3 separate regions of the Mus musculus genome follow, and regions 2 and 3 are each linked to region 1. Evidence: chromatin contacts called from public promoter capture Hi-C data. All regions are on one chromosome and are shown on one strand. The core of a region is the stretch at or near the end of the contact, and the rest is flanking DNA. Distances in the headings are between cores, read along the strand shown.

Region 1 (4,459 bases), core at 511-3,010:
CCTTGAACTCAGAGACCCATCTGCCTCTATCTCCCAGGCCCTGGAATTAAAGGTATGTACCACCAAACCCCAATACTTTCTAAAAATCAAATTTCCTTAAATTGTGCAACAACTATGCAGCTGTATTGCCTACCAACTTCTTAAAAATTTATCAAATTTCATATTTACTTCAGGGTAGGGAGCACACTTGTGCCAGTTTAAAGTGCCGAGGACAGAGGGCAACCTATGCTCTCCTTTCTCCCTGTCCATCTCAGGGATCCAAGCTTAGGAGGGAGGACTGGGAAGTCCTCTTTACCTGCTGAGCCATCTCCTTCCTGAACCAAACTCTCATTCCTTAATTAAAAAAAAAAAATTTAAAATGCACCGTTTCAGCAAAAGTACTTTGTGACTAGAATTGTAAGAAAAACTAAGAAGTATCGTTGTGTTTGTGATAAAGACTTGCAATACGACAAGAGCTCAGTATGTGCCTTAGACCTGTCCTTAAAGGTTGGGACAGGGATGGACTGAGTGGGTGGGCAGTGTTCCGACACAGCTGGCCAGAGAGAGAGCGAGCAGCGCAGTTGCTGCAACTCACCTCCTAGCTCAGATCCCTGAAGGGAACGTCTAGTCTATTTCCTCAAAGTAAATTCTTAAGGCAGTCACTACTTAACTTTTACCCTAGTCGATGTAGGATAGCACAGGGAAAAAAGGGGGGAGCCCAGTGCTGTAAGGAAGAAGTTAAATGGCTCTCATATCCCTTCGCTAATATTTTAAACATTAGAAAATGCTAGTATTTAAAGGAGTAAATAAGAACACTACACTCAATCAACTGCATTGACCACTGTATAGAAATTAGCGCTTTATTAAAATGGGGGTTGGCTGTTAACTAGTATCATCTGAGGTTTAAGGCTTTGCTAACAAAGACCAACCAATGCTTTGGCAGGCTTCTCAAGCCAGAAGATACTTTTTAATGAATTCTCAAAGATGGAAAGAAATAAGGATAACAAAGCTTTCAAAATGTGCTCAGTGTCTCCAATATCCATGGAAGTTAAATGTTAATGTGAGGACCTAGCACTTTTACGAACGCAACCAGTAAGGTGGCTTGGCGGTAAAAGTACTTCTGCCAAGCCTGAAGACCTGAGTTCAATCCTAGGGACCGGGCCAACATGGTGGAAGGAGAAAACCGATGCCCAAGAAAGTTGTCCTCTGACTCCTAAATGTGTGCCATATAGCACGCGAGCACACACAGATACACAAATAATAAATGCAACGAATTGTTTAAATAACACAACCGAAAAAAAAAAACCCACAGTTTTATATTCCATCAAAATCTGAAGAGCTAAAAGGCATAAAAGGTCGACGAGGAAGTGCAGAAAAACCACGCAAATCACTAACCACCTTCTGTCCACATATACACAATCTGCCCGCGCTGCCCCGAGAGTCACCTCGGTTCCACCCAGGTAAAGCTAGAGCGCTGAGTCCCGCGGGACAGGAAGCGAGAGACAGACACCGGGCCACGCCGGCCCGAGCCCCCCAGAGGTGCAGGAAGAGCTAGGGTGCAGTCAGATCCCGAGACCCTCCCGCCGCGCCTAGTCACCTTCTGCGCGCTGGAGCCTCGCACTCGCGCCGTCTGGTCATAGACGTGGCAGCGGATCACCGTGCTGCCCACGTCCAGCCCCAGCACGAAGCGGGAGGGCGGCGAGGCCGACGCGCTCAGTTCCTCTCGCTGCCGCTCTGCACGCTCCTGCTGCCCTGACATCGCGACCCCGAACACTGCAGTCGCCACGGGCCGGCCAGCGCGGAGCTATAAACGCCAGACCCCGGGCGGAGAGCTCGCGGCCCCGCCCCTCCTACACCGCGCCCTGTCCCGCCCCTCGACGAGTTAGGCTCCGCCCCTTCACAAGACCCCGCCCCGCCTCGTTCAGCCCCTTCGGGAAGCCTTGCTACCCCACGCTCCGCCCCTAGCACCGTGACGTCAGGGCAGCGCGCCGAGCAGCTCGTGGGAATTTGGCAAAGATGGCGTTTACCGCAGCGCTGTACTGGATGTCACCGTTCAGCGACCGTTACTTTGAAACTTTTTAGTTCCCTTCTAGCCCAGATTACTTTTTTACGAATATCTGTTAGGAAAAATCAAGTGAGATGAAAAAATTTTAAACTTTTTTTCATGTTCACTTAGTTTTTTGCCTGTATTTATGTGTGTGAGCCACATGTGCCTGATGCATGTAGAAGTCAGAAGAGGACCTCCGACGATTGCAAGCTTCCATGTAGGCAATGATAACCAAACCCCGGTCTTCAGCAAGAGCAACTAGTGCTCTTAACCAGTGAGCCATCTTTCCAGTCCGTGGGAAGACATTCAAAAGTATAGGAGGTTCCTCATGAAGTCTTCCCAGAAAAGCTTGCATGTATTACACAACGATGAATAGATGTCCAAGTTTTGTATGGCACTAAAGGGCCTTTGCCGCGACACAAAGTTTAAATTTCGTGAGAATGTTTTGTGGGTAGCTTATCAGCTTAAAGGAATATTTTCTTGTTTATATTACTCTGTTAGCCTACTTGCTTCCCAGAGATTTGCCAAGTTGGATTTGGGTTGTCACTTGAAGCTTGACTGTGAACACCATATTTATTTTTGTTTGTTTGTGGCTTCTCTTAATAGTCTGTCTCTACACAGCAATGCCTATTTGCACCATCTGGCACAGGTCTGCCCTATATCGTTGGTGACCAATTGGTCATGCATGAATGTGTGTGTGTGTGAGAGAGAGAGAAAGAGAGAGAGAGAGAGACTTTCCAGCGTTGTATGCATGACTAATAGTCCTATGCTGTCCGATTCTCTTGAGAAACTGAAACTGTACAAATACCAGAGGGAAGGCAGAGCCAGAACCTGAGAGCCACAACTGAAGTTTGACCTTGTTCCTCAAGGCAATCTCTTACTAGGACCAAAGGCTCCCTAGGATTCTATATGCTCTTGTCGTGAATAGGCACCAAACTCTGGTCCTCATGTTTGACTGGCAAGCACATTACCTACGGAGCTATCTCTCCCAGTTCCTGAGGGAAAGAAACTTTAAAGAATTGGTTGTAGGTCCAGGCAAGCTTAGAAACTTGTAGGGCCTGCTGGCAGCCTGGAAAAGAAGGCACACTTCCATGCTTACAGTTTTGATTTCCTCCTTCCCGAAGCTTGCCTTTGCCCTTTTCCAAAGCTTGCCTGGTGTTCAACTAATCGGGGGAAGCTCAGTCATGTGTGTGTGTGTGTGTGTGTGTGTGTGTGTGTGTGTGTGATATCTTTACTGGGGATACAGATTTAAATGTCAATCACATCTAAACTACACCTCCCACAGCAATGTACAAGTAACCTAGTCAAGCTTATTCATACAGTTAGCCATTAGTTTCCCTGCTTACAACTAAGAAAAGTTCAGTGTAGGCAGTGTTAACAGTTGGTGTACTTCTCACAGAGGTATTTCTTGGGGGTTTTATACTCTGCGACTTTGTGATCATTTTCGTAAGGTCAAACATCAGCAGTTTCTAAAGTGTGAAAGAGCAGATCTTAAAAAATACTTAGTCTAGAGTTTTTAAAAAGTTTCTCATTTTTGTTTTATTTCTCTTGAGACAGAGTCTGAGTGTACCAGAGGCTGGCCTAGAACTCAAGCCACTCCTCCTGACTTCGCCTCACATTGGAATTATAGCAATGCGCCAACAGGTCAAGCACAGTTTTCCAATTTCAAACAAATTTGAAACCTTGACAAATGCTGTCACCTGAAGAAAACTTGTTTTTTTGCTTGTTTGTTTGTTTTTTAGAATATCATTTATTCTTTGTTAACCTCATAAATACATACAATGTATCTTTTAAAACATTCTTAAGTGTATGAATGTTTTGCCTGTATGTATATATGTACATCACATGTGTGCCTGGTGCTCTGGGAGGTCAGACGAGGGCATCAAAGCCTCTGGGACTGGAGTTATAGATGGTTGTCAACTGCCATGGGAGTGCTGGGAATAGAACCCAGGACCTCTGCACAGGCAATAAGGACTCTTAGCCTCTGAGCCAACTCTCCACCTCCAACAATTTATCTTGGTCGTATTCACCCTCAATCTTCCCTTCCTACTTCCCCTGGACACCTTGAAACATGTCCCCACTGCCCTCCCCAACCCAGTGGGTCCAATCCAATTAGTGCTGCCGCTGGACTATTAACTTGATGTTGTGCAAGTCAATCGCCAGCCGCAGTGAGGTCATAGGGGCAAAAGCCATGCCAGGTCCAAGAGGCAGCATTTCACAGCACGCCTACCTGTTCTCCCAATCCTCACACTCCTGCATTGTTTCTGCTGCTCTTTTTCATGGAGTACCTGAGCCTGGGGAGAAAGGGCTGAGCACAACAGTCACTTTTCAGTTTAAAAAAAAAAACAAAAAAACAGCCGGGCGTGGTGGAGCACGCCTTTAATCCCAGGACTGGGGAGGAAGAGGCAGGCAGATTTCTGAATTCAAGGCCAG
Region 2 (4,459 bases), core at 831-3,330, 4.4 Mb before region 1:
TCCCAAGCCCTTCTTTTTGCTCAAATAGTCTTACTACACATTTCCCTCTCATTGTGGCTTAATGCCCATCTGTCCCTACATACAACTGTTGATATGGTTAGCACAGAAATAATACAGGTTGGTTTAAATCTCAATATCTGACACTGGTGTGGACTCAAGATCTGCAGTGCCTATTTTAGCACCTTCCATACAAGGTAGACTCTTTCCTATAACAGCATAACTATACTAAATCCAGAAGTTAAGTTTATTTAGTAGGGCCCACTAATGTTTACACTTCAATATCAAGTCTGTGATAACTTCTTGATAGCAGATAGGTAGGATTTTCTTCCTCCTAAACATTACTGTATGATAGGGACACTAAACTAGGTCATTCTAACTATATAAGCTGTCAATAGCTTACTGGGAAAGGTCTTAAGATATGGAGGATTCTTATTTCCTTTATTACCCCAAATATCCTCCTTTGGAGTTAATGGGGGTCAGCTGCCTGTATGTTTTTGCTTTTGAGATAGCATCTCTCTATGTAGCCTTGACTGTCCTAGGATTTGCTACATAAACCAGGGTGGCCTTGAACTTGCAGAACTTGAACCTGTCTCTGCATATATATATATATATATATATATTTGTCTTTTTGTTTTTTGAGACAGGGTTTCTCTGGGTAGCCCTGGCTGTCCTGGAACTCACACTCAATCTGTAGACCAGGCTGGCCTCGATCCACCTGCTTCTGCATGCATCACCCCCTTCTCTTCGGTATGTATGTTTTTAAATATATAATTTGCATTACTTACTTTTGATACTAACAATAGGCAGAGTATCCTTTCCCCAGTTTTATGTTCTACTTTTCTCAACTAAACTCAGGATTAAAAGGGGCTACAGGTAACTTGTATTTTACCTAGGGCAGGCCACCCATGTATTTATTAACATGCAATTAAGTTAAAAGCAGAAAACAACTTTTTAGGATTTACAGGTAGGGCTTGTAGTATAGCTAAAGGAAGGGGCTGAGATTCAGTGATTAAGAGCGCTGGTCTTCCAAGGGGCCTGAGTTTGATTCCCAGCACCCACAGGGTGGTTCAAAACCATCTGTAACTCCAGTTCCAGAAGATCCTATACCCTCATTTGACCTCCATGGGCAGCAAAATTATACACAAGTATAACACAAGTACACCAAACACTCGAACACACAAAGAATAAAAATGAATTTTTAAAAGATGAAAGGAAGCTGTATTAATTCCTCGATTGTTGAGGATGATGTGCTAGGCACGAGGTGGGCGTGGGTGAAACAGTTCTTTTAATAGACTTTGCAATCTAGGTATATGGGTGCAGCTACGCTGGAGGCAAAAACTCGTGTTTCCATAAAATTACCTAACCTAGAATGTTTCTTTTAGGTGCCACACCCACACTAAGCAACAAAGGTGATTGGGAAATAGTGAGGCAGGTTATGAGTCGCTGTAAGGCAAGTTAGGAAGGAGAGCCGATTTATTGATGCCTTCCTTGGCAGGTGGCTGGGACTGTGCCACTGCCATACTCACCCCTAGGGCAGAAGTAACTGTCCTTTTCACAGGACTGGAAGCCGGGAATGAAGGCTACCCACGCGCCAGGGCACTCGGAAGTTGCTCGCAAAGCTTATTTTGGTTGTGGTTTTCATTAACAAACATCTTACATTTTTCCCCCGAGGCTTCATTTTCTTTGTCGCTCCCTGTCCCTAAGATCTGCAGCTGGTCGGCCCTTTCAGATGCAGGCACCAGAGTAGTCTGGGTTGAACTCGGGACCGCTGTTCGACATTAATGAGCGATTTAAAATGAATGACAGGTTTTAGTAGCAGTGGGAGAGGCGGAAAGTAAGCAGCCACCGAGGAGGCTAGGGGAGAACAGGGCGGTGGGGCCCGGCGCTCCTCACCTTCTGTCCAAAGGCCGCGCAGTCTCAGCTCAGGGACCACTCAGGGCCCGCGCTTGATTGACAAGCCCGCTCGCCCAATCCCGGAGCGGCGCATTCCGCTGAAGCGTCAGGGGCGGGCGCAGGAGGCGATGGAGCCTATTAGATTGGGCGTGGAGCGGGTTTCCTGCCCGCAACGGTCCGCCCACCGGTTGCGCGCGCCCCGCCCCTCTCCGAGAGCTACGCGGCGGCGCAGCACAGGCCTCGTGCGGTAACGGCATCCGGGCAGCCGCGGTGGCGTCCCGGTGCGGTCCTCAGGTGACTGGAGCCGAGGGCTCGGCGGAGGGAAGGTGAGACGGCCTCGCTCGCGTGCGGACACACGCACAGTCCTTTCGGTCTCCCGGTCGGTCCGCTCTGCCTGCTAGTCTCTAGTCGCTTCCTCTTTCCCCGGCGAAGTTGGCCCGGGGGCGCCGTCTGCTGGCGGCGGAGCGGAGCGGAGGGGGCGGGGAGGCCGCTCGGCGGAGCTCGGGTGTCCGCGGTGCAGCCCGGTGACCCCGCGGCCTCTGGCCTGAGCTGCGAGCGCCGGTCGGGGAGGCGGGCAGGCAAGTGTGCGGCGCGCTGCCTCGGCGGTTCTCCGCAGAAAGCCCTGTCGGCGGTCTGTGTCGGTGTCCGAGGCCGGGACGGTAGGCTGGCAGGAAGGGCGCTCTCACCTCCAGCCGCCAGCCTGAGGAAGCCGAGAGGGGGGACATCCTCGGGGCGCGCCCTCCCCTCCCCCTCCCGTTCCGGAGCAGGAGAGATGTGGGTGTCCGGGGGCTGTTGAGGTGGGGTTGGTCCAGGAAAAGCAGTCCTCTGGGTTGGTTTCGTACTGTTGTCGTACGGGTTTCCGTGCTAGGTCGGTTCAGTGTTAACAGCTGGGTTGGAAGGAAGCTGGTTTTTTGTTCAGGGTTGAGGACCGTAACATGACCGGTTAACGTCGAGCCGAGCTGAAGTCACCCGAAGAAAAATACTGCCCTTAGTTAGGAAAGAATTCACAGGAGTTAGGAAAGAACGAGATGAAGAAAACTTCCTGACCCCATCTTGGGTGGGGAGCAGTGAGAATCCAGGGTTCGGCCAAAAAAACGGGTCAAGTTTTGCAAGAAGCGTTCCATTTTCAAAAGCTTTGGTAGCTTGATGATGATCAATCAGCCTTAACGGTTTCTTAAGCACCTGGAAATCAATTGTGTGCTTTCAGCCTTTAGCGACGTCACAACATGAACAGAGAAATAGTCCAAGGAGAAAGTTTTGATTGATCATTTTCAGTCTTGTTTTTAAATAGATATTCTCTTCACATCGTGATAGTTAAGTCAAAGCGTATGCGTTGGTTGATTAGTACTTTTTTTTCATCGTGGCCACATGTGGTGCTTTCTCTGGGAAAACTTCTGTAGGAATTGGCTAGAGTAACTAAAGCGTACATTGTGTTGATGTCTCCGCTGTATGTATGAGCATTATGTTTGAAAAGATTTGCCTCCCCAGCAAGCATTTTAAATTGTTTAGGTTTCCAAGCCCAACAGATCCGTGTATTAATAAGTCGACACGTTAATGTATTGCCTTATTAAACATTGAGTGATAGTTTATGCTGCTGATTTTCTAATTTGAGAACTTCGTTCTAGAGTTCAAGGCTTGTTGTGATTATTATTGTAAATAAATTCCTTCTCAGGAGAACTTGAAAAAAAATGAATTAACTCTGGCAATGTGGAAGAATGGATGCTTTCAATGCCAGAAAATCAAATGATTATTTCACTGTTAAGTAAAATTGGAGGAAACGTGAACTGAGCATTTAACAAATCCAACAGTTTGACGACAATTTGACAGGCCTGCCTGATTCTCACTTTAACCTATCAAGGAAATAGAACTTCAAAGTCTTCCCTTCACAACTGATGCCCCACGCCTCCAAGCTGTCTTTCATTAGCGATACATTAGTAGCATGCTTTCAGGAACCCAGACATAAACCTTAACATTGTACTGTTTTTTTGTAGTTGTTTTCTTTAAAAAAAAAATCTTACCTTTGTATTCTTATATATTGTTTTTCAGTTTCTGAACTACTCAGTAACTCTAACTGGATTTTCTGCCTGGAGGATCTCAAATGTGTTCTGCCTGTGCTGATCTTAAAATAATACTTTGAACATATTTTTCACTGTTTAGACACTAGTAATATCTTTCCTCTAGATTCCAGTCTTTTAAGGGTTTATTTTTATTTTATGTGTTTTGTAGTGTTTTGTACGACATGTGCTGTGGACTCTGGGGACAGAACAGAGATCCTCTGCAAGAGCTCTTAACCACTGAGCCATCTGTCCTAATACAGAAACATTCTCTGCAAACTACTAACTTTGCAAAGGAAAAGTTCGCTAAGCTTTCCTTCTTCCTTAATTTCCTTCCTCCCTTCCCCGCCCTCTCTTCTCTTTCCCTCTCCTGTCTCTTTTGCCTTCCCTCAGTTTTGGGGTGAGACCAATGGCTTCTCATAAACCTTTGAGGTGTATCATCAGTCTAAAGTTCTATTTTTTAAAAAAGTGATTGGTTATTATATTTTCTACACCCAGAGTCAGGACAGCTT
Region 3 (4,459 bases), core at 980-3,479, 3.4 Mb before region 1:
CACAAGGCTGGTCCATGAGTAAATAGAAACAGTTAACAAGTGTTAAGAGTGTTGTGAGTAAATTGTCCTCTGAGCCAAGCATTTGACATCTAGGCATTATTCTGTGCCAGCTTGTAATAGATCATCCCAGCTGGGATGTTGAGGACTCTTTCTCTCTTTCTCTCTCTCTCTCTCTCTCTCTCTCTCTCTCTCTCTCTCTCACACACACACACACACAGACCGGGATGGGCACAGAGAGAGGCAGTCAGAAAGACAGAAAGTTAATTGCCAAAGGGAAATCCTCAACTAATAAAATGGTGGACACATGTTCCAGCCTCAAGATGGATAATCCAGCATGATGTTCTATTTATTTCTCAGAGGCCCTTGAAGAATATAGAATGATCTCAATAGCAAACTCTTATATAGATTTTGTTCCACCCCCCTCCTTTTAGATTCACCAATTATGTTCCCTGGAAGTACTTCCCAAATAACCTGCCTATACTTCTATCTTGTCCCAGGCTGAAACAAAGCAAAAAGTGGTTATTCAACAAACATTTAATACATGCCTATGGTAGGCATTAAGATAAAAAAAAAACCAAGATGATAAAATTTTTGTAGTCTCCCTGAAATGACTAGTATAAAGTTACTTTTCCCAAACCTCTATAATCAACACACACACATACACAAACACACATATATAAAGCAATATATTGTTAGAGATATTATGTTACAGGAACATACTGATGCCTGAAATTAAGGAATCATGATGCAGGCTGGGGAGATGTTTCAAAATGTAAAACCTCTTGCCACTAAATCTGATGATTTGACTCTGATCCTTGGACCTCTAAGATGAAACGAGAGAACCTGCTTCCTAAGCTGTCCTCTGGCCAGGACATGTGTGAATCCACATACACACACACACACACACACACACACAATAAATAAATAAATGAAAAATCATTTTAAAGAAAATATATGGAGTTGGGAGAGTCACCTAGTTCTTCCTCGAGGGAGGGGTTTCCTAGAAGATGTATTGCCCGAGTTTCTGGGTGAGGTATAGCTCACACATATAGAGACTATTGTACAATTGTCAATGCTTTTGTGTGCTATATACAATTACAATTTGCCTGGTTGTAGCAGGCATACTAGGACGTGATTTTAGGTGTTACATGGGTGGACAGATGAACATTTAAATGTATTTATGAATGGTAATATGTACTAGAATAAAAAAGAATACAACACATTTGATTTCACAGACTTGATTTAGGACAAGGCTAACAATCTTAAATGGGCTCAATCTGGCTTTAAATAAAATTACTGAATGAGTAATAATTCCTGTGTAAAGAGTGGGAAAGACTGTAGTTACAGAGCTTAGGATATACCGCTACAGCACCAGGGTTCTCTTAAACTTCCAGGCTTTCAGAAGTGCAACACTTTGTAAGAGACTTATAAGCAAGGGTGATAAGTGATACAATAAATGTAGACATTAAAGTACAGGAGGAAATGAGAAACAATGGGAGAGATATGCTTTTACTTAAAGAGCACTGGGAGGTGAGTGGAGTTGAGGTAACAACCTGAATTAGGGATGGCTTTACTTTCAGAATATTTTAGTAGGAAACATTCACATAGTTTAATTCTCCATCCCCCATTTGACCTAAAGGCTGGAAATAATTCTAACACACAGACAACGTAAGGCTTTCCACATTCCAGGCATTTTTGTTGTTGTTGTTGTTGTTTATTGGGCCATTTATTCTCATTAGTCCTTATTTTACAGTCGGGAGAAGTGAAATAAATATAAAGAGGCTAAGAACCTTTCCAAAATATTGGCACTAACGAAAAGCAGCTAGGATTAAATCCAGGCGTCCTGGCTGTGGAGAACCCGTTCTTACCAATATACCAGAGTAAGTGGGTCGGGCACGCAACGCTAAATAAAGCAGGTCATAGTTAACTGTTGAAGCGTGAGGCGATTTTCATTGCAGGCAGAAGACCTAGTTTTGAGACCAGTTTCTCCAGCTTTAAGAGGGAGAGAATACTGAAACTAGGGAATGGTGTAGAGTGAGATAATGAATGTGAAAGTGAACTTCAGACTCCGTAGATAGTAACTCCACCTACTAGCGGTTAGGAAAGAAAACCTGTAAACTGAAATTTAAGAGTGCGGACAGCTCGTCGAGCCAGGGTGAGGCTCCGCCCCCCACCCGCGGAAGGTGGGGCAGGCAGGCTTCTGCGCATGCGGAGGCCGCTGCCCGCGCCCACCTCTGACCCCAGCCGAGAGTAGCTGCTGTTTCTGAGAGGACGATTCGTAAGCCGGGGTCCGGCGCGGTTTCCCAATCCCTCGCCCTTCTGCCCAGCCCCTTCGGTGCTCGAGCGACGCCTGGGGCGCGGTCTGTTCTGGGCAGCTTGCCTGGGCTTTCTACAGAGGCTCCGGCTGCAGGTCACATAGGTGGCTGTCGAAAGTGCCGGCCGCGCGCCGGCGCCGGCAGCAGCCGGGTGGGAAGGCTCAAGATGGCGTGCCTGTTGGAGACCCCAATCCGCATGAGCGTCCTCTCGGTGAGTGACCCGCCCGGCGCGGGGCAACCCCGGTCCTGCCCACAGCATTACCCCGGCGCCCTGAGCCTCCCGAGCACCACCCACTGCGGTGGCCTCAGCTGGGATGCACGCGACCCGGGCCGAGTCGGAGGCGTCTCCTACTCGAGAGCTCCCACCGGTGCGGGTTCCCAGGACGGCGGCCGTTCGGCCGGCGGGGAGGTCGGGCTCCAGGCAGCCGGCCCATGGGCGCGGCTTGGGTTTGGCCGAGCCTTCTCCCGTCTTCCTCCCTGCGCTGTTGCTTCTCGGGACGGAGCTCGCTGCCTGCGAGGGTTCAGGACAGGCCTGGAACCTAGAGTCCACTTCGCTCTCCAGGGCTGTGGCTAGAAGAGGTGCGAACTCTTAAGCTGCCACAGCACAGAGCTGCCAGACCAGGGCTGTGCGTCTTCTGTCAAGTCCCTACCACCAGGGCACCTGCCAACACCGCTTGCTTCTTGGCAATGGAGGTTTTCACATCAGCTGCAACTCGCGCTATTGTGTATGGTTATTTAAACCGCTTTGCTGTGCTCTGCTGTTGAGGTCCGGGCTCCGAGACTAGAGAAACTATGTTTCTAATGTCCGGTGTTTGATTTTTCTTTAGGGAGAGCAAAACATTTTAGGAGGGACCAAAAAGTCGGAATGAAAAAGAATAGGTTCCCCCAGTATTTGAAAGAAGGGAACGTATTGATATACCTAGAAGAAATATCAGGGTTTTTTTTTTCTTAAATTAAAAAGAAACAACAAAAAGCAAAGAAGGCGACTTTCGCCTTCCGCTATAATGTCCTTTAAACAAACAAACAAAAACAAAAAACAGGACCAGGAATGAAATGAACAAGAATGAGTGTTGTTGGGAGATAACTCTGGGAGGTTTGACCACAGATTTTAGCAGTTGGACTCCAAATAGAGCCTACCAATGATTCAGTTGTTGTTGGAAGTAAAGAAATAGGCGGGCAAAGAATCATCTTTTAGACCTGTGGAGACTTACCGAGATGGCAGTTGGATTATAGATGGCTTGTCAGATTCCCTATAGTCTTGCAACTCCAACCGGTTTCTTTCCTCTTCCCTGACTCTCACACAAACACACTTTTGTGTTCAAAGGCACTAGGTACATCACTCCAGTCAGGGCTGGTTAGAGCCATGCTGGCTACCCAAAAAGACAGAAGTCACTCTACAGTGCAAAATGCAATTTTGGAAGACGGTCAACAAATCTAGCCCCAGATCCGTCTTACTAAACTGTTTACTTAAACTGCAACTGGAGAAGTACTTTCTGTCCAATTACTGATCACATTAGCTCATTATTTCACTTTATATTGTCCATGAATGTTTAGTGGGAGAATAAACCGATGACTTCTCTCTTTGCATTAAAAGGAGAAAAGAATGTATCGTAACTGCTCAGTTTCTTTCTGATTGTGCCATTTAGGTTGCACTTATCCTATAGTTCACCTGAAAAGACGTGTGCGAGTGCACATACACACACATAGGTGATCAATCCCAGACCTTTGAGCACGCTTGAAAAATGCTGTTCCAAAATATTGCTCTGGCCTCACGTGTGGTTTCTTTGCCTTTTGTATATTGTCAGCTTGTATAGTGGATATAGTTGAAAACTTCATTTGTCTCACACTCCCAATAAATGATTATGTTCTGTTTATTTCACTCGAAAACTTGTTGAAGAATATTTTCCATTTTGAGTTAGACTTTTCTTTAGCATTTGGAAGCAGAAACTAACTCTAAAGTCTTGTTTTCTAATTCTTCCACCTTAGGGCCTTGGAATAGGCAGAGCTTTAGACACATGATTTAAAATGTCTGAACTTGGTGATTTTCCCAGTTTAAAGGAAAGGTTCTAACTTTCAACCAGCTAACCAAAGCTTATATATATTTATATTTATATTTATATTTATTTATTTATATATATTTATAT

What was found. Promoter capture Hi-C pulls out the DNA fragments that hold promoters and counts their contacts.
Region 2: a promoter capture Hi-C map of pre-B cells shows a contact between it and region 1, with 3 times the contacts expected there. The contact joins the promoter of Nck1 here to the promoter of Gk5 in region 1. A contact is called at or near these places in 2 of 39 promoter capture datasets (erythroid cells and pre-B cells).
Region 3: a contact with region 1 is called in a promoter capture Hi-C map of pre-B cells, with 3 times the contacts expected there. The contact joins the promoter of Armc8 here to the promoter of Gk5 in region 1. A contact is called at or near these places in 2 of 39 promoter capture datasets (erythroid cells and pre-B cells).

The regions. Positions count from the first base shown.
Region 1 is chr9:96,116,730-96,121,188 of GRCm38.p6, reverse strand. It overlaps Gk5 (glycerol kinase 5 (putative)), which reads right to left and starts at 1,760. Exons shown (of 16, transcript NM_001368879.1): 1 at 1,577-1,760. The coding sequence starts at 1,738.
Region 2 is chr9:100,543,755-100,548,213 of GRCm38.p6, reverse strand. It overlaps Nck1 (non-catalytic region of tyrosine kinase adaptor protein 1), which reads left to right and starts at 2,080. Exons shown (of 4, transcript NM_010878.3): 1 at 2,080-2,219. It overlaps Gm46139 (synapsin-1-like), which reads right to left. Exons shown (of 2, transcript XM_017313741.1): 2 at 1-2,757. The coding sequence ends at 2,110.
Region 3 is chr9:99,566,669-99,571,127 of GRCm38.p6, reverse strand. Armc8 (armadillo repeat containing 8) reads left to right here and starts at 2,229. Exons shown (of 22, transcript NM_028768.3): 1 at 2,229-2,526. The coding sequence starts at 2,482.